Regions from separate parts of the Takifugu rubripes genome. Here region 2 is linked to region 1. The links are chromatin contacts, called in public Hi-C maps. All regions are on one chromosome and are shown on one strand. The core of a region is the stretch at or near the end of the contact, and the rest is flanking DNA. Distances in the headings are between cores, read along the strand shown.

Region 1 (3,832 bases), core at 747-3,246:
GCAAGAAACAGAACATCTCCAGGAGTCGATGCAGCTTGAGGCAACAACGTAGAAGATTACAGGACAAAATAGGAAAGATTTCAAAGGTGATGCTGAAGACCAAAGCAGCTGCCAGAGCGGAGAGGCAAGCTATCAGCGGAAGTATTGTCCAGGAGATGTGTGAGTGTCATCCGGGAGAAGTGTTTTTATTTGCCATCTTGTGTGGAGAGCTGCAGGATTACTGTGCTCAAAGAGCCGTGAAATCTCTCCTCGACACCTTCAGCCACTGAAACAACTGGTGTCCACCTCGGCTATCACAGAGCCAGTGTCCTTCATAAAGCACCCCCACCCCCGCCAAAAGAAAAGGTGCATGTCCCTTTTAGACTTCCAAACACTAACCTAACACGCCACCAAGCCAATTTCTGTCAGCAGCCCCCCCCCCCCACCACACACACACACACACACCCGTCCCCCAGACAGCAAGAGTGAAAACAGGGATCTGGGTTGACAGCAGTCTGAGGAATACTTCTCTCGACACACTGTTGTAACCTTCCCAAAAACAAATGTCACCGTCGATAGCGGGGCCCATCCGGCCTGACATGAGCCACGACGGATCCTTCAGCATTAACGTTTCTGGAGCAAAGCTGGCTCAGAGGAGCCGCTTCACCCTGACAAATCAGACCCGCAGTTCGTCATCTGGAGGACACCTGCTGCAGGCTGAGAAACGCTCCTTCTGGGGATTAATCGGCTATTTGGTTTAGATTATTTTATCCTGTGCTGACATTTTGATCTGCGAGGGAATGAAAATAGGCAGGAGCTTAGATTGTAAAGTGTAAATAAGCTGTAATTCCCTCTAGTTGAACATGCGGTGTGTTCACAGCATGCAGGAAATGCGTTTACCTGCAGACTTCACTAAATGTGTCGTAAGGATGTCCACTAATATTCATGCACTGTCTCAGCCTGGGGACAAGTAGAACATATGGAACATTACATATTCATGGAACTATTTATCTCCATCACAACACTCGCAGCAAAAGATTCACATCTGAAAACCAACTGTGATAAATCTGCCTTGGAGTTTTATGTTGAGCGATTCTGACCCATTTTAAATTAGAACGCCGTATTTTTCTAAAGGTTTCAAACTTGAAATCAAACCTTTGTCTGTTTTTGTGACGTGACCGTTTCGAAACGTGCTGTAAATCTTCCTCACTGGGTTGAAACGGGTGCAGGACGGCAGAGAAAAGTAAAGAAAAACAAGGAACACAAACTGTATGCATGATTGCATCCTGACAGCCAATCAGCAGCCTGAGTCCTGAGCGTAATGGAGAGCGGCGGTGGCGGCTGCATCTGCTGCGTCCTGCGTGAGCGGGTGATTGCCAAGTGTAGTTGGAGAGAGGGAGAGCATGCTGTGTGTGTGTGTGGGGGGGGGGGGGGTTACACTGCTGCCAGGGAGATTCATGATGGCCTCTCGCAGAACCTTGTGGACTGATTACATGTCCGAGAAAATGCATGCGGCAAACGCTATTAAATCAACGCAGCTCATTGCAGAGCCGCTGTAAGACCGAGCCTGAACGTGGGCATAATGCATCTGCAGCTCGCCGCCATAAGCACTTTAGGCAGCAGGAGAATTACATTTCTAGGGTGGCTCGGGGGGAGTTAGGCTATCTTCCTTTCTACAGCCGTGATTAATAGTGATGGCCCATAAATTGCTCTGTCTGAGAAATATATTGCAGCCGTAGTATCTGTTGTTTGGGACTGGAAGGGCACATGCCTGCGAGGGCCGTGGCTGGATAAGCACTCATCAGCAGAGCAAAGACCCAGGGAGGTGCTCCAGCACCAGAGCCGCCGCTGCACTGGCTGTTTGTCCACACCGATCACGGCTGTCGTGCGTTTTGGCTTCGCTTGTGCCGGTAACCTCGGCCACGGTGGCTGACATGAGAGGAAGCCAGAGCGCCTCATCACGGCCTTCGGAAGCAGGGAGAAAACGGACGCATTCCGAAGTCATTTCAAGTGGACTCAAAGAGACGAAAAATCTGAAGAGGCACTTGATTCTTTTGGAAAAGCCTTGGATTGTAACTTTGTGGTTTTGGTGCGACTGACCTAGAAGTGACCTCTGAGCAGGCCGGAATCGTCCCTCTTAGTCCAGATTATTTCCTCCTCTCCCAGAAGGTTGGTCAACTATGCAGCTTTTTACCGTCTTGCTAATAAAACACTAGATCTCATGGCTGAAAATATGATTTTGAGGATGCATTTATGCCCGCTTGGGTCTGCTAAAGAGAAGGAGATTTACCTTTTTAAGCATGCTTGAGGGAAATGGTGTCATCTGTCAGACAACCTGACAGACAGACAGGTTCCATGACGTCTGTGGATAATCCGTCTGCAGTCTGTCAGCCGGAATCATCTCCGAACATGTTTCACTTACATCACAAACAAATTTTCAAGCAAACGAAACGGTGTCGACAGCTCGGCCTCTGCCGATTTCAATTTATCAGGCAGAAGCTTGGCAGGCGCCACCACGACAACATGGGTGATATAGATCACACTAATGGTTCTTTGTTCTTTCCCAGAGACAAATGATCTGCAGCAAATGACAATTTATCTTGTGAATAATGATCCTGGTGTTCAAGTGTCTCCCAAAATAACACGCGCATGTTCACAAATCATGATAACTAGTTGCCAACGAACATTTTTTAAGTATGTTTTGATGTAGTAAACATTTGCTCTTTGTACAATGAAAATGTCTGTAAATCTTTAGAGCAGGGGGGTCCATAGGGGCTAAAGTGATGCGAAATGAGATCAACAACTGCAAATCAGTGGGTCAGGGAGACATTTATTTGTACTTTTAAAAAAGAAAAACTCAAACAGACACATGTGGGTGAAACTTTTGCTTATAGAACATTAGACTATAGCCTCAGATGGAGTGAACTCACAGCACAATATTAAACGGGATTGTGTTGTAGCATCTGTGCTGCACATTTTTTCATTCCTGCCAATAGGAGAGAGGATGCTCAGCCTAAACCCACATACACACAGGTTTTTATGTGAAGGCTGCTGTGCTTTGAAATCCAGCCTGGGAGGTAAAGATGCCAGTTTGATGCTGCAGCTCCAAACATAAGTCCCTTCCACCAGTGTAAACCTATTCTCCACCCTTTGTCACATTTGAAGATTTGTGTTGGGGTAAAACTGACTCCGGGGAATAAACTACACATCTCTTTGATGCTGGGAATCATTAAGTATTTGATGTGAGGCACGTTAGTGCTGGCTCATCAGATATTTTTAGATTTGTCATTGATTCCTTAACCTGCTAAAATGGCATAAAACCTGGATAAAATGGCAATTAATCCCACTTTGAAAAGAGACTTTGAATTTTAAGTCATATAGTTATAAATATTCTGTGATGAGAAACAAAACTAATTTCGGTGCACTCCCTTTAATTAATTATAGATTGTGACAATTTAACTTTCACAGAAAATACAAGGTGACTCCGAGCTGAAATAAGATGAAATATGGAGTCTGACTAATAAATGTGGCTGTTGTGTTGCTTCAAAGTTAAACGATGCGTGAATAAATAATTTAACTACAACGGAAATGCTTCCTGAAACTAGCGTCTAATCGGCGCTTGAATATGGCGTCACTTCCGGCCGTCATCATGTAAACAGAGTTCGGGGCTAAAGCCAGCGTGCAGCGGCAGCCAGGGCGGTGATCGGCATCAGTGCTGTTAGTACCACAACTGCATGTTTTCTCCCGGCCAGCAGCGAGATTATCTTTGGCTCGTTTGTTATTTTTGCTCCATGTTTGCTCGGGCTGGATGTCTTCCCAGGGTGGCGTGGACCGGCTGCCGAAGGTCATTAGC
Region 2 (3,832 bases), core at 758-3,257, 150 kb before region 1:
ATTTGTGCATACAACCTCTGGAACCGCAGATGTTTGAGATCTGTCATTATGGGCTCAGAACCATAAAATGGGAAGAATAATCCCAGTATTGTGACCCTGTACCTTTACACACTGGGTTGATGGTCCATTGTCCATCATCGTTGCACGTCGTCTCTGCAACAGTTTCCCGAGAAGAAAAAATCCAGAACCTCCCTTCACAGGTGACTCTCAGCGTCTCGCCAGGAACAAACACACTCTTGAAAGCGGGCTCGTAGGTTGTTCCCTTCAGAGGGGGCAGCTGCAATACACATTTTGTGGCTGCAGTGTTGGGAAATGAAGCAGGCAGATTAATCCAGGTTCCTCTTCTTTTCTGCATTTAAGCTTTTCACTCATCTGTGCATGTTTTCATACTTACGTTCACACTCAGGCGTGGGGCTCCACTCTGCTCTCATTCCAACCTTTGTGCATTTTGAAGGTCTGTCCTCACGTCTCTTGAACTTTTCATTGCAGCTAAAATACAGGATCTCATTTTCACTGTACTCTCTGGCCTCTTCAGTGATGTAGCCATTTTCAATCTCGGGTACAAGACACATCAGCTCTGTAGGGGAAAATGGAAGTATCAATAATCACATGTGTTCATCAGTAAAGCTGGTATCATTAAAAGAAACAAGGCTCAGATTGATGGAAGGTGAATCTCTGCTTGATGAATCAATGTTTGTGGTTCAAATCCCAGTTCTGGGCATCGGTGCTTGGATTTGGCAAGCTGCTTGGATACGACCCAAGGATCTACTGAGTGACGATTGGTCAGGATCTCCTGTTGATCTGCATATTTGGCAGCTTTATTTCATGAAACTCATTCTGTCTGTGTAATTTTCTATCTGCCGTTTTTGTGTCCCTGGAAAATATCATTCCATCCATCATCCGTTCATTCTGCGGAGCTCACTTTTGCATTTGGGGGCTCTTCCGCTCCACTCGCCCTCTTCGTTACAGTAGATCTCAGAGGGGCCTTCCAGGATATCTAACTTGGATTTGCAGCTGAATCGAATAACGTTTCCAAAGGTTGCTTCTTCCGGGTCACCATTCACGAACACGTTATTGTCCACACGAATAAACGGACACTGCTGAGCTGGGAGAGCACAACACAACACATGAGGCGCTTACTCACACGTCACTCACATGGTTTTTACTTGCTTTCATACCCTCACAAACTGGAACAACTCCATCCCAGCCTTCCACAAAGCATCGCCGATAGTTTATGCGACTGACCATTTGATAACTGGTCATGACGGTAAACAAAATGTTGATAGGCCGCAGAAAAGCTTATTACAAATGTGGTATTGGGAATATTGTCGTACCCTTTGTGGCAAGTGTAAACGACTTTGGATCCAAAGACAAAGTCCTCGCCCTCGACCAGCTGAAATTCTGCAAACTGGGCATCGCCAGGGTGACCACAGGAAATTGCTTAACATGTAGGAATGATACAGAAGATGTTGCTGTCAATCAGAAGTGATTTGCCAAATGAGATAATAGGGGAAAATGCTGCGAAAGCATTGTTAACGTCATATGCTGGTGTGTTTGACTGCGTGATCACAATCGACCAAAGAAACTGACTTACGCCGACAGGGTTTGCCCTTTGACGTCCATTCTCCATCATTACAGACCAGTTTGAAAAAGCCGCTGTGGCCGATGTTGCAGGGGACTCTCACTTCTCTTCTGTTGGCATAGGTGCTCTCCAATGTACTTATGTCGAAATTTGAGTCGTACAGGCGGCTCCTCAGAAAGCTTTCCCGTTGGCAGTCTGTGGGACAAACGTTACGTAAATTACTGTGCAACGAAGGAAGGAGCACAGAAGAACCCAAAGCTCCCTACCTTTGCTCCTCACCAAGGTCAGCGTGTGCATCCATAAGATCAGGACACCGATTCTGCCTATTGTGTTCATCTTATCTCTGCAAGCAAGAACTGAGAGGGAGAAGCACAAAGAGGATAATGAAATAGTAATACAGAGAGAGGGAGAGGGGGTGGATGGCTGTGTGGGCGGCAGGAGGGGGGGGGGGGGGGGGGGGGGGGGGTAGGCAGGACAAGCTTGCTCAACGGTTTACATAACTGATCCAGCCCCCAGTCTGTATGTCATGAGGCGTTTTTGGCTGTGGTCACCTCTCAGTTAAACCTCACATCTCCTCACGCTGGCGCCTCTTTCACACCTTTTCTAACCAGTCATCTTTATTTCACTGAAAGGAAATAGAAATAACTCACTCTTGGGGGCTATATTCAGGTTCAAAGGCTGCTTTTATTCTCCAGCACAGCTGAATCTGTAGTCTGACGGTGCTGCATCAGGTTTTTTTTTCTCTGTTTACCCATCAGTGGCTAAAGAGTATTCCTGTAAGTGATTGTTTGGTTTTATCTAGTTTTTGGTAATCATTTGCAGGAATCAATTGTGCAAATAAAATTACTTTGCATTTCAGCCAGGCCGCACTCATCTGGAGCAAATATCAATCAAAGTGAGGAGTTAGAAGTAAAAAAAAAAAAAAAAAAACAGGGAAAAGAAAGGCCGCAGCAATGTTGAAGCATTCCATATTTCATTTTGGTCATATTAAACATATTTTCAAGAGGGGATTTAAATAATCAACACATTAATTAAAGCCATTACGACCTACTGACAGCACTGGTCAACAGTTGACCTATTGGCCTCTGAGGAAATGTGTCACTGCTCCGTATTCGGGTGTTTGTTTGCTCGCTGCTGAATGGAACAACATGTAGCTGTGACACAATGGGAATTTTTGCTCTAGCGTCTCATTATGTGAGGTTTACGTCTGCATCACTGTGAACAAATACGACTCAGCTCAGGGCAAACAAACTCCTACGCAGCAGCTTCTCCTGAAATTCAGAGATTGTGCATAAATTATTGCCTGAGATTATCGCCCGTTTTAAACCTGGAACGTCACCTCCTCTGGTGGCTCCATCTTCTTGTGATCCGTCTCACGTCTTCTCCGGCTGGACTGAGATGACGCAAAAGATTATCGCCCCCAAAAGTCTTTCTGATGGATTGATGGACTCTGATGGCAGCTGAGCAGAGCCACCAGGGTCATCACAACAACATCCCAGAGTGTTAATGATATTCTCTCGGCTGAAGCCTTTACTTAGTGGTCTGAGAGGAGGACGGCATGGATGACTTAGTAACTGATGACTTAATTTAGGAGGAATACCTGAGGATCAATTTCCTCGGTCCAGGTGGTGATGCTGGATTTTAAAACATTCTGACAGAGACGCTTCGTCTTCACTTACGTCCTTCATTTATTTAGACCAGCAGACATTTGTCTAATATGGCTGTTGGATAAAAATAACTGGTGTCCTTCTAAATGAACAATGAGTCTTGAATCATCAAGATCATCTAATGAATTACAGGTAAGTAAATCTTAGAAACCTGGTTGGATGCCTAATGCGCCATCTTCTGGTAGTCAACCGACGCTAAAAGTTGATGAATTTTAAAATTGGGTAATCTGGAAAACAAAAACTGAGAAAAAGCGTTAACGCATTTATCATGTTTTTTACTATTTGAGTAATAATCATATTGTAATGTGAAAATATAATGGCATTACCTTTTATAGAGCCATCCTTTTTGCAGAATACTTTGACTTGCAAGTACATTTTTAGGGATGTAACTCGACTGCAAACAAGCAGTAAATCGAATATTAATACAGACAGCAAATTGATCGACCAGATTAATCGAAAGATCAATATATTTATTAATCTGCCTGTAATGAGGACTGCATGCATAAACTTTCCAAGTTTTAAGACTCCGCTTCTGTTTATGAAAATGTCAAAGGAGGCCTGTATTTTATATTCCAGTGATGAC

What was found. Hi-C and Micro-C count contacts between places; a contact is called where the count stands out from the background.
Region 2: a Hi-C map of muscle shows a contact between it and region 1, with 2.1 times the contacts expected there. The contact joins the promoter of LOC101077514 here to the promoter of glrx2 in region 1. A contact is called at or near these places in 2 of 2 Hi-C or Micro-C datasets (muscle and an unstated tissue).

The regions. Positions count from the first base shown.
Region 1 is chr20:16,321,847-16,325,678 of fTakRub1.2, reverse strand. It overlaps glrx2 (glutaredoxin 2), which reads left to right and starts at 1,996. Exons shown (of 4, transcript XM_029828694.1): 1 at 1,996-2,148. LOC115247329 (a long non-coding RNA gene) reads right to left here and starts at 1,575. Exons shown (of 3, transcript XR_003886386.1): 1 at 1,135-1,575; 2 at 880-939; 3 at 461-769.
Region 2 is chr20:16,469,764-16,473,595 of fTakRub1.2, reverse strand. It overlaps LOC101077514 (complement factor H), which reads right to left and starts at 2,007. Exons shown (of 19, transcript XM_029828746.1): 1 at 1,849-2,007; 2 at 1,595-1,777; 3 at 1,335-1,440; 4 at 1,179-1,255; 5 at 923-1,105; 6 at 395-577; 7 at 103-297; 8 at 1-17. The coding sequence starts at 1,918. All of the region lies in intron 1 of LOC115247335 (a long non-coding RNA gene), which reads left to right. It overlaps LOC115247336 (a long non-coding RNA gene), which reads right to left. Exons shown (of 3, transcript XR_003886403.1): 2 at 3,576-3,643; 3 at 2,916-3,490.